Linked DNA regions of Gossypium hirsutum: all the other regions are linked to region 3. Evidence: chromatin contacts called from public Hi-C data. All regions are on one chromosome and are shown on one strand. Each heading gives the region's core, a stretch centred on a gene start, on an enhancer-like site or on the middle of the called end of the contact. The rest is flanking DNA. Distances are from core to core; before and after follow the strand shown.

Region 1 (4,388 bases), core at 729-3,228, 220 kb after region 3:
TTATATTTTCACTTTTAAAAAAAATAATAAATATGTATATGGTGAAATTTCAATCCACATCAATTGCATTAAAAATATATTTAATTTATCACTCAATTAAAACTTTATTTTAATATTTTTATACATTTTAATTTTATTTTCACACTTCGATACCTCTATTAGTATAGGTCTATACTTAATATTAATAATTTTAATAAAAAAATTCTTACTATTAATAAAACCCTTTGTTGAGTTGGTGTTATGGGTTAACCTGTTATCAACTCTGTTAGGAAATGACTTATATATCATTTTATTAAATGATTACTATTATTATTTTGGTAACTTTTTGTCTTTTCATACATTTTTATAGTTTTAAAATAATAGAATTAAAATTAACATATCTAGAAATTGAATTCGTGTTTAATGAATTTATAAACACTTTTTTTTACCACCATACTATCAATAATTCTTAAGTAATTGAAAAAAAAATTAATTAACTTTTAACTTAAAAAGTTTTCTCTCACCAAATTTGTTACCGATTGCATTGGTGTCATAAGTCAACTCAATACTTAATTTTTAAAAACTATATTTTTAATATTGAATTTTCTTTGCACTAACTTGATAACTTTTTGACGTGCTATAGAAAAACGACAACACCATAATAAACAATTGAAGTGCATTTAATATTCTTAATATGATGTAGTTACTTATGTCAATTTTATTTTACTCACTAGTTCAGCTATTTTTTATTTTAATTTTGTATATATTGCATATTTGTTAATATTATTATTAGTTTTAAACCTTACGTTTTATTATTTATTATATGTTATTTTTAAATACACACATGTGCTTTAAATACGTGGTTTTCACATGCAAACACGTATAATAGAATTTTTAGTATTAATAATGTATTTGATTGAGTTAGTATCATAAATTAACTCGACACCTACTCAATATTGATAACAACACCATGATAAATAATTTTTTTTATTTTAATAACGTACATATTTCATGTATTATTATCAATTAGTTTCGTGCCAATTTTTTAAACACATTTATATTTTAAATTTTTATTTTCCTAGATGATAAAATTTTTAATAGAAATAATAACCATCAAGTAACAAATGGAATTGGTAAGCTTACAATGCATGTAGCATGCCTTTCTATATGATGTATCATAAAAAGGGTTGTGATTCATACTACTACTACTACTTTTTCTTCTTATTATTTGAAGCATCCTTTTATTTTGTTATTAAAAAATAAAAAATAAGTCATAAGTTTTTGTACTCTTCACAATTTAAAATTTAATTCATGTATTTTTATTTAATGGAATTTAATTCATTTAATTTTTTAATTTCAAAATTTATATTCAAGTGTTAGTTTTTTTTTAAATTTGTTGGTGAGACATTTAAAAAAAATTACTCGTTTGATAGCAATGTGACTAAAAAATGAGATTAAATTTAACAAAATAAATTTAATAATATTATAAATTAGATCTCAATTTTAAAAACTAAAAAGTAGAAAAATTAAATTTTTAAAAATAAAAGTAGAGGGATTTGAATATATTATAACATGACACTTTAATCTTTTTATTTTAAAAACAATAAAAAATGTGTATGAAGAGATTTGAATATATATATATATAAAAGAATTTAAATTTAAGCTAATTAAATTGATAAAATTTTAAATTTATTATTTTCATTAACTATTTATTTATACGAATTATTATTTAAATCCCTGATTGAAGGAAAATTACAAAAATATTTTTTTTTCAATTTAATATTTTTATTTTAAGAAAAATTATGCATGCGAATTGGTATCAATTGGTAAAATTTTAATGAAAAAAATATGTAATATATAGAGCTCCGAATACGTATCATCACATATAATCCAAACAGTGCACACGTGTAATGAATAAGACAGTGGGGTCCAATTCAATCAACGTAACCCCAACTGTCACGTATTCTCTTCCAATTACAAGAACTTCTTACTTCCGCTATGCTCTCTCTGTCTCTCTTTCCATCTCTTCACTGTGTAATGTAAGCTTATTGTGCTTCTTTTTTTTTTCCTTCAACTTTCCCATTTTTCTTTCCTTCAACTTTCCCATTTTTCTTTCTTCTATTTACTTCTTTCTTATTTTTCTCACTCTCAAATGCCTTCCCCTTTCAGTTTTCTTCATTAAGAATCATGGGTCGGTTCCAAATAAAGCTTCTTCTTTCCTGTTCTCTTGTCAAAATATGTTATCCCCATGAAAAGAATTTTCCATCTTTTGGATCTTTTCCTTTCTTTTTTTCATGGTGGGTGATTGGAACTAAAGCTTTTGCTTCTGATTGAATCTCCCCACTTCCCTTGTATTCAATTGTTTTCCTTCCAAATTTTCAAACTCTTTTGGGTGTTTATAGAAAGCTTGATTCTCGGTTGTTATTCATCGAAGAAGTGGGAGTTTGTTTGTTTGTTTGATGTAATAGTTTCAGATATGGCATTCATGGAGAGCTTGTCACTGAAATTGGATAAAACAAACTGTTCAGTCTTTTCAGGACTTCAATTCCATGGTTGTTCATAAATATTGTTCTGGGTTTTCTATAATATACATTTTTTGTGTTTGTTGATATGCCGAATCCAACTTTAGGCCATGCAGAGGCACATCTTCGAGGAGGTTCAAGGCGTTGATCACTTCCCACGTTTATAATTTTGCATGGTTCTTTGCTGACATAAGAGCTGGGAAATGAATTCTTAAGGGGTAATCAATGTGAATGCTTGAAATGCAATTGATCTTTTCGTTGAAGTGAAGATCCAAGGAGAAAAGGTAACACTTCTCTGGTCTGTTATCGAGGATTTTGAGGCTCTGGTTTAGGGCTTGTAGAGTCAAAAAAAGAAAGCTTTGATTCCTTTGGCATCCAAAGTTTTTTGACTATGGAACTTGTGGTTTAAGTTTCTTGGTAAAACTTGAGTTGTTGAAATTGGACTGTTGGGAATTTTTTTTGCTTTTAATGGTAACATAATCCAACTACATTTTGACTGAAGCAATCTCCTAGTTCTTGATGGTTTTGAATTTTAAGGAACTCTTTGTTTCAGGCACATGCATTTCTTTCATCTTTTCCCTCATCAAATCAATCATGACTTCTTCTTCTTTTTTTACATTGGATGTAATCTAGTTAGATCTGGATTTCATAATTGCTGGATGTCAAATTTTTTTTAAATGATTGCACAAACGAACAGAGCTAAAATTCTAGTTCAAATCAACCTTGTATTTAAAACTTGATTTTAGGTACATAGTTATGCTGGGACAGGGTAAAGAACATAAATATGAATTTGTATTTGAATTTGAACTTCAGACCTATTGGATGTTGTTTTTTTAAGTAGGGTTGCTTGAACAAATAAAGTTTTGTATAAAACTGCTGGACTAGGATTTAGGTGGTGCATGTGGTAGATAAGAGACTTATGAGTATCATAAAGGCTTACGCAATGTGTAGTAGGAAAATTAAGAGTTGATGAATTTTAAAGCTGATCTGTCAAGAGAAATGTCTGGTTCTGCATCATCACCATCGTCATCATTAATGTCAACAGTCTCTCATGATCATATTAGATTTGGACTGACCCGATTTTAGAGTGTCTGTTTCCAGTTCTTGCCGACAAGATTCTTTACCACTTGATTTTGTGTACACACGAACACACACAAAGGAAGCTCTGTTAGAGATGCCAACTCTGTTTCATAGGTGGGAAATAAGGGAACCAGTTCTGGATGCTGGTATTTCTGAGTCTTGTCAACTCTTAAAAATAGTTGTAGGAACCAACTTGGTTAAGCGTTGGTTCATGGATTGAAAATAAGGGAACTGGTTGCTGATGCTGATGTTTGTTGTTAGATGCCAACTCTTAAGGATAGTAGAATGAAAAACTCTGGTTCACCACTTGGCTAGCTTATTTTCTTCTGTGAAACCTTCAGCTAAATAGACTTTTATCGTAGGAAGATGCATAAAGAACCTATTTTGCTTATTGTTCATCGATACTGAATCAGGCAATGTTAATGTTTCTGCAGTTCCCTTATTACTGACGTAATCTATGTTTCTGCAATTTCATGATTTCTATCTGTTTTAGCAGATTCCAAATTACCTTTCAACCGAAATTTTCAATTGCCAAAGCATTCTAATCTGAATAAGAACCACATTAATCATGGCCAAAAGATCAAATAGTTGTTCTCTACGATACGAAAAGGATCAGTTGGGCTGTATGTGGGGCTTGATTAGTATGCTTGACTTCCGCCATAGTCGATCAACTCGCAGACTGCTTTCTGATAGAAGGCGCGGGGACAGAAATGCAGTTGGTAAGTTCTTTTAAGTAACTTTGAAACATTTCCATGGAAGCTCTATTTAAAGTTGCAAGTAATAATAAACGGTCTTTTGGGTTGTCCT
Region 2 (4,216 bases), core at 552-3,051, 160 kb before region 3:
GATTGTAGGAAAAGATACAAACCTTGTCAACAGCTTCACCGGAAAAAGGCATATTCTCATAGTTCTTATACTGCTCAAGCCTTGTCAACCTATATTTTTCTCTAGTTATGTTCAGTCTTTCCCACGGAATCCCCTGAATGTCTTTCCCCTTCCGCGCTTGCGCAGAAGTCGTATCGGTCACCTTGGTCAGCTGCTCAAATTATAGCATGAAAGTGATGAATTTCATCATTTAGTATAAAATTAACTAAAATTAACAACAAATATATATAGAATATATAAATATCACCAAAACGAAAAACAAACCATGTCATATTCATCAGCATCCACATCTCCACCAGCTCGACCGTAGTTGTCTTCATCCATGTCATGTACAAAATCTTCATCCATGTAATAGAAATCCTCCCCTTGCGGGTAGGACATGATATATTTGCATTCAACTGCAAAAAGGTTCAATTAAAAATTTCTTTCTACAAATAAAATTAACAAATATTAAAATAAAAACGCTTAGGGAAACCTAAAGAGAGTTGAATCAAAAGGGTTCCTAAAATTCATAGAAAAAAAAACTTACTTTCAGACAAACTAGCGAATAGCAAATTTACTATTTTTCTTTTCATTTTCTTAAAACATATCTTAAAAAAAATTGAATTTCTAAAAGAGAACGGAATTTTTAAGAGCAGAAGGGTGTTCCAGGGAGCTTATTTTAAAACAAATGGCTTTCAAAAATTATTTTTAAAAAAAAAAAACCTAAAACATGATAAAATCATATCCAACATAAAAGATGAACAAGAACAAAAAAAAAACCCCAAAAATCCTTAAACCTAACAAAGGAAAAAATAAAACTATTTTTCTACCACCAAAAAGAATTGCGCAGAACTAAACAAAAAGGCGAAAAGGAATAGGACAAAAGAGAACAGATACTGAATTCACTAAAAGAAAAATTAAATTTAAAAAAGGAAAAAGGAAACGAGAGATTGTTATTCTTACAGGAAGTTTAGTATGATGGTTCTGAAACTGAGGCCTCGGATTTAATCATTTAGGTAGTAAAATATTATAAATAAAGAATAATGAAAAGAGTTCCGGGGTTACGTTATAGTGGACGAAAACCGTCATTGCAGCATGCTTTCTTGGGCCGGGTTACCCCTCTCCGATTCAATCAGCTCCGGTTTAAATTTTTTAATTTATTTTTCCTTACAGTTACATTTAAACAAAAAATATAATTACGAATCAATAGGTGATTAAAAGAAAGTGTGGTCAAGTTTAAATCCTGATGATGAGAAATTCACTTAAATATTATTCTCAATCAAAAAGGAAAAACACATCTATAATTATATCAAAATATATAACATTATTTGTCCTCTTTAAAAAATAAAATAAATAAATATGATTTATTTTCTTTTCTTTGGATAAAATAGGGTTGGGCTTTATTAATTTAAAACTAAAATTTACATGAAAACCAAAATTAAAAAGAGCAAAGGCACAAAGAGGCTCAAAGAAAGAAAAGTTATCTGATCCTAAAAGGAAGAAAAAGTATTGAAAAAGAAAGATAATAAAGAAGCTACTGAAAAAGTAAACAAACTATAAAGAAAATTAAAGAAAAACGTGCCTACTCCTTTAGGGAAAGAGATTGCCCGTCCCACTCTTATCATCTTTCTAAGCGGCACCGACGGTTCCATTTCTCCCAAAAAAAGCCTGCCAAACTTATCTCCCTGCATTAAGACAATCATTCAGTCGAAGCATCCCTGTCTAGATCTGATGCTTCGGTAACCCAAGAAACCGGAAAAACCAAGAGTCCTTCATTCGTCAGTCAGGCTCGCGGAGCCAATCATTGGAAAAAGTTGTTGCAGCGGAGTCTGGGACAGATCCGATCAGGTAAAAGCCTTTTCCCTTCCTTACACATTCAGTGCCTAGAGCGTCTGCTAAAGCATTTCCAGATCTTTTAACATGCATAAATATGATGCTTTGAAATCGGGCGAGAGTGCCTTCGATATTACGAAGGTGCGAGCTAACTTTTGATTTGTCAGTATGACTTGAGTTACATTTCGTAATAACAGACAAGGGGTCTCCTTCGATGATTACTTTTGTTAATCTGAGAACTAACCCCATTTTAAGCGCCTCAAGGCATGCAAGGGCTTCCCCGGTGAAAGCCGGTCCCACATTGTCGTGCAAGTTTTAGACACTATTACCACACCTTTTCTATTTCGAGCAACCAGCCCTGTACCTAATCTACATCGTTCCATGACAAAAGCCGTATCAAAGTTTACTTTGATAAAATCGGTAGGAGGAGGATTCCAGCTTACTTTATCACCCTGGACGGTAATTTTCTTCTCTTCTAAACAGTCCAATTCATAGAGATACCTGGAGATAAAATTAGTAATTTCCTTTCCTGATTTAACCACTTTGTCATGAACTCTCCTATTTCTTTCAAACCAGATGGCCCAAAGTGAGCAGCAAACAATCCTTCGTTGAATGTGCCAACAGACATTAAAAACTGCAGTAAGGCAATCCAACCACCCCTAACTAGGTAGGTTTAATAAATCAATGAGGCCTAAGATTTCCCAAACTTTATTTGCAACAAGACAAAAGCAGAAGGCATGACTATTGTTTTTGCTCCTCCCCCACAAATGGGACACAGAGTGTCTCGAACCAGCTTCTTCAAGAGTAAGTTTGACATGGTAAGGATATAATTTTTGGAAATACGCCAGACAGTAATTTTTAGATTGGAAGGCAAATTTAAGTTCTATAGTTTACAATAGAAACTTTTATATGTAGCTTGTTATTCCCTTAAACTGAGAAGCACTATTGATTTCTAACAATTTGTAAGCACAGCGAACGTAGAACTCACCATATGCTTCCTTCCACCAAACCAGGGTATCATCTTGTGGTTCAAGTGCCAGCGGGATCTGAAGGATTCTTGATGCATCATCCTCATCAAAGATGGAAATAATAGTATCCTTTTTCCATTCTCTATTATCATCAATAAGCTCAGAAACAAATTCAAGATTACAATTACTAACTGTACCACATAATTGAAAATTAAAAGAGCATAGTATCCATGCAGCATTAAAAATAGGGATCGCTTCACTCGTACCCACCCTCCAACCAGAACCATCCTAAAGTACCTTTTTTATTGCCTAGATGCTTTTTTCACGCATACGAAGCATTCACTTTAAGACATGAATTCAGAAAATTAGAATGTGGATAATATTTCGCTTTCAAAACCTGCGCCAACAGAGAATTTGGATTAGTCATAAGATGCCACCCTTGTTTTGCAAGAAGGGTAATATTAAATTTCGCAAAACTCCTACAGCCAATGCCATCATTTTCTTTTAATTCACACATAGAACCCAATCCACACCAATGTAAGCCTTGTTTCACATGAGTCTTTTGCCACCAAAATTGAGGCACGATGCTTTCCATCTCTTTACACAAGGATTTTGGCAAAAGAAAATAACCTATAGCATAAGTAGGTATTGCTTGTAACACTGCTTTAATAAACACTTCCTTGCCGCCTTGAGACAAGAAACGAGAACTCCAATTATCAACCTTTTGTTTCATACGGTCTTTTAAATATTAAAAAGAGACATTCTTCCTTCTACTCACTATATTTGGGAGACCCAGGTATTTCTTGAGGTTAGTAGAACACCTTACACCCAATTCGATGGAGATTTGTGTTCTCACCGAATCAATTGTATTTGATCTAAAAAAGATTGTGGATTTGTCAAAATTCAGACATTGACCCGAATGGGTCTTATATTCTTTTAAAATTTACTTCAAAATTTTATCGCCTCCCACAGTAGTCTCCTCAAATAGAATACAATCATCGACAAAGAATAAGTGAGATGTTAATGGACCTTTTCAACTAGCTTTTACCCTCTTTAGAAGACTTTCATGAACAGCCAACCTCGTTAAAGAAGGGAGACCCTTACTACAAATGAGAAAGAAAAAAGGGCTAAAAGGTTCCCCTTGTCGAAGTCCTCACAAAGGCTAGAAATGTGTCCTAATTCTTTCATTTAAGCTTATCGAATAAGAGACAGTGGAAATAGACTTCATCACAATGTCAACCCAAGCTTGAGAAAAACCTATTTTTTCCATCATTACTCGTAGAAAATTTCACTCTATCTTGTCGTAGGCTTTACTCATGTCTAGTTTGAGCGCAAGTAAACCCTTTCTACCTTTTTACTCCTGGCTAAAAGTATGCAATAATTCATATGCCAAT
Region 3 (4,480 bases), core at 402-2,901:
TGGAAACTGTTATTGTTTTTAATAAATGAATTGTTTTTGTCTGTTAATATCTAACAATGAAATCGTTTTTCATTTTTGGGTTCTTTTTTAATTTTTTTAGATTTATTTTTTTGAAAATATTTATGTATTTTTATGTATTCCTTTTTTTTTAAGAATTAGGATCCATCATTTGTAAATTTTGAGATTTTCTTTTTGAAATTATGGCTAAATTGATATAAGATGTAAAAATTAAGAGCTAAATTTATTATTATACTAATTTTTTAATTACTATGTCACCTTGCAATTAACAAAAATGGATAATAAAAAAAATCTTATTAGTTGGATAACCAATTTTAGAAAAATTATAATTAGGTGACTAAAAATAAATTTATAATTGCGTGATCAATTTTTAAAAATTAATAATTAAATGATTAAAATAGAAAATAGCCCATAGTTGGATGAGTTGTAGTGTAGTTTACCCAATTTGTTTTTGTCTGACCCCGCTTGAGAAAAGGAGAGGTCAGTCAAAGAATGGGTAGGTCCACGTGGAACCATAGTTTTGATCACCTGCTACAGCTACTACCTTACATCTTTCTATTTTCTGTCTTTTTATCTGTTTATTATTATGTAATATTTTATACATACTTCCACTTCACACTCTTCAATTATTACACTCCATTTAATTTTAGATTAATTAAACTCAATTAATAAATTCATGTATCTCAGTCTAGCTCATAGTTTTAATTGAATTTTTTTAATATATAATTTTCGGTTTTCAAACTCAGATATTCGGGTCGAAATTATATATATATATTTCAAGCCGGCATATATTCAAGTAGGTTAAAAATATTAGTTTCACTCAAACTATCTATTTTTATAAATAAATAATTAAAGTTTATTTTCACATATATATTTTATGAAAACTTAAAATATACAATTAAAAGTATCATTAGAGTCTCTCTACTCTCTCGATGATAAATTAATCTTTATATTTTATATGGAGTAAAATAATTTATCAATTAAATTATATTATTAAATGCTGATTTTAGTATTTTATATATAAAAAATAATAATAAATTTAGTCTAGTGACTTTTTTATTCAATTTCCCCTTATTTAAAATATATTGACACTCAATCTTTTTTATTTTATCTTATATAAAACAGAGTAAACAGATAAGTTATAAATTACTAAAATTAAAAAAAAATCATAAATAAATAGTGATAAAAAAGAATTACAAAAATTTTTCAATATTCAATGAAAATTCTAAAAGTAGAAATGCACAAGAGTGACATGTTAGTTGAAATGTTAAGAATATGGATTAAATTTAATAAAAGTGTAACCTCGAATAAACATTTAACTTTAAAAGTATAATTTCTTATTTGGTTATTCTCTATCTAATATTATTAATGATGTTGTTTGAACAAATTGTAAGCCGAAATCTCATAACTAAAGAAATCGTTTTAGTATTTTCTAATTTTTTTTAAAATTATTTTTCTTTATTCTAAGAGGGAGTTAAAAACTTTAAAAGTACAATTTTGACGAAATCATTATTTATCTTTTCATCAGACGTATGGAATCCATTTGCCATTTTTTCAATAAAAAAAACCCAAATGAAATCTAGGATAGACTACTATACTACTTTTACCACAAAACCTAATATATTTTCAATCATTACATTCTAATATTATTGTTTTAATATTTTGATTGGCCAAAAAAAGGAACCCAACTCATTTTTATTGTAAAATGAGATGCATTCAACTGAAATGGGATTGGATTATGTATCCATTTTCACATTACTTACTTTATACAACTTTCATTAGTAAGTCAATCTCCTCTCTTCTTGCCTTAAAATCAATTTCTTCTCTCGTTTTCTTCCTCACTGTTTCTCTGTATTTTCTCATATCTAAACACTCTCTACTTTTTGCTTCTTCTTGATCTCTTTTGTTATGGATAATCAAGAGCAGGAAAAGAATCAATCCTCTGGTTTTTCTTTTTTCCTTTCCTTTTTTTTCTTCAAAATTTTTAATGATTTTTATTTTTTATTTAATAAATTTCTGGGCTTGTTGAAGTTGTCTGTTTGTCTTTCCTGTGTTTTCTTGTTTATTACAATATATGTATAAAAACTTTAGTTTTTGTTTTCATGGATGATGGATATATCATCATTTTCTAGGCTGGTTAAAGTTGTTTGACTTTTTTTCCGGGAAAACGATTACCAACTTTCTGGGCTTTCTTGTTTCTTATAAAAGAAACTAGTATAACTTTTTCTTCAATCTGCCATTAATTTCACTTCATTTCCATTGAAAAAACTATTTATATGTATGTATGTATGTATGTATGTATGTTGTTTTTCTTTTCCCTCTGGTTTCTAAACTAAAGAATATCTTTCCTTCATTTTTATGGTTTTTAAAAAAAATTCTGATTATATATTTTCTTAATACTTCCGATTGACGATTTTTTCCCTCAGAAACCGATTTCGGTTTTCTCCATTTTTGTTGTCATTCCTAATTGAATGTACGGATTTTGGTGAATACAGTTTAGGCGAAGATTATGGAAAGGCGTGGTTGGGAGAAAAGTATCAGAGGAGTCGGAGCAATGTCGAATAGATCTGAAATAGAAGTATTTTCGGACGCCGCAACGGAATTTCAAGATGGCGAATCAGGTTGGAGTACGGATATTGTTAGCCAAGCCGACAAGGCTCTTGCTTCCGCCATTTCATTCAAAGATGGTGAAGATTTCGGTAATTCACAATAAATCTCTATTACCACTTTTTGATGTTGGACTTGGATTTGGCTATAAGTGTTGGATGGAGGAATTTTGGAAGTTACTCCTTTATGCCCATGTCTCGATACTAGAGTACTTTTAAATGTGACCCTTTTATATACATGTGTCAATGCATATATCACACAAAAAGAAAATTTGAAGTGTCCATATTCGGATAAATGCTTGAATCTATTGCCTTGATACCAACCAGGCTAATACTCATGTTATTTTATTAGTAATGTTTTGCTCGTTATTCGGATAAGCGTTAGGTATGGTTATGTGCCTGATATAAGTATGTATATCCGATTTAACCATGTCTAGAAGAAGTTGCTCGTACTTTAATTCAGTTTGGATTGCGGTTTTTTCTGAACCAGTTTACGTCTACTTATCATAAAGTTTTGCATTAGAATTTACTGCTTTGTGTGATTTAAGGCTAAGTTGTTTGAATTCTCTAATTTTCTCAAAGAATCCATGGCTGATATATATCTGGAAATGAGTATGGGATATGATGTTCCAAGAATCCTCCAAATACGTAGAGATCTTGGAAAGAAGTTGAATACTCATGTTAGATACATACCAATAGGCTGAGCAAAAATCGGTTATAATAGACCTAATTGACCCATTCTGTTAAGGTGGCGGTTATGGTCTCACAGTTAAGATGGTTAAGTTAGTGAGTTATCGGCTATTAAAATTCATACCTAAAACAATCAACTTAACCGAATTAAAATAGATCATTTTTATTTATTTCTATAATATATAAAAAAAGTAAGTTATTCGGTCGGTTTGATTAACATTAAAGGTTGTTGGTTAAGTTAAAAAAACCGACCAAACTGATTGATGAAACCAAATACTCACCTCTACATACCAATGTCCTCACAGCCGAGCATATAATGAGTTAAACTTGCGCAACTGTAGCGCAGATATAAAAGAAATGAAATTCTGACCAAGTTCAAAGTGATTTTTGGGTATCGGTTGAGGTGGTAATACAACATTACTTTTGATCTAGTTTTAACAATTTGGTTTCATTTACATATGCAGATATCCTTCAATCACCACGGAATTCAGTTGATGGAAGCCAAAATGAAAATCCTGTTCCAAGAAGCATGCCTATTCTGCCAGTGGGCACACCCGAGCACCATGATGTTGGCTTGAGCTATAGTAAAGATTCCGAGGATAAAAACGGCTCTGCTAGTGAAGTGGTCTCAATCGAAATGGAAACACTAAAGGGTATCTCTGAAGAGAGTAGGAAAGTCAATGCTGGTGTTAGTGTAGCAGCTTGCTCTGTTGGGCAAGCAACTGATGCCAATGAGAACGAAGGAAGCAAGTTTAATGAAAACCTATCGAGTGCCTTGGTTTTGCCTAGCAAACATGCTGGCAAATTATCTGAAACAGAATCTATCTCTGAAACGAGACTGGACGAAACTTCAGATATATCTTCTAAGACATCCATTAGTGGAAACTGTGAGCATGAGACTGATGGAAAGGGAAACCCTGGAATTAGTTTTGAAGAAAATTTAATGGATGCAGGTCTGAAATCTGAAAATGCTGAGGATTTAATTTCAGAGACTGCTTTGGCTGACAAAATTGTGGAATTAGAGGAAAATAGTGACAATTTGGCTCTCAACACGGTCATTGATGATCTTTTGTCCAAAGCTGAATCTACAAATGATAAGAATGTGTCTACGGGTACCTTTGAATTACAGACTGATGTAGCACAGGGTACAGACTCTTCCATTGATG

The links. Hi-C and Micro-C count contacts between places; a contact is called where the count stands out from the background.
Region 1: a Hi-C map of leaf shows a contact between it and region 3, with 1.9 times the contacts expected there. The contact joins the promoter of LOC107893709 here to the promoter of LOC107887277 in region 3. A contact is called at or near these places in 2 of 34 Hi-C or Micro-C datasets (both in leaf).
Region 2: a Hi-C map of leaf shows a contact between it and region 3, with 1.7 times the contacts expected there. The contact joins the promoter of LOC107887274 here to the promoter of LOC107887277 in region 3. A contact is called at or near these places in 2 of 34 Hi-C or Micro-C datasets (anther and leaf).

Annotation. Positions count from the first base shown.
Region 1 is chrA03:50,919,398-50,923,785 of Gossypium_hirsutum_v2.1, reverse strand. LOC107893709 reads left to right here and starts at 1,978. Exons shown (of 8, transcript XR_005914960.1): 1 at 1,978-2,785; 2 at 4,078-4,300.
Region 2 is chrA03:51,293,906-51,298,121 of Gossypium_hirsutum_v2.1, reverse strand. It overlaps LOC107887274, which reads right to left and starts at 1,801. Exons shown (of 10, transcript XM_041095961.1): 1 at 1,604-1,801; 2 at 304-437; 3 at 23-190. The coding sequence starts at 1,724. LOC107887275 (a long non-coding RNA gene) reads left to right here and starts at 1,670. Exons shown (of 4, transcript XR_001681101.2): 1 at 1,670-1,869; 2 at 2,052-2,313; 3 at 2,431-2,672; 4 at 2,868-4,216.
Region 3 is chrA03:51,138,389-51,142,868 of Gossypium_hirsutum_v2.1, reverse strand. It overlaps LOC107887277, which reads left to right and starts at 1,651. Exons shown (of 4, transcript XM_016811468.2): 1 at 1,651-1,799; 2 at 2,514-2,717; 3 at 3,779-4,480. The coding sequence starts at 2,528.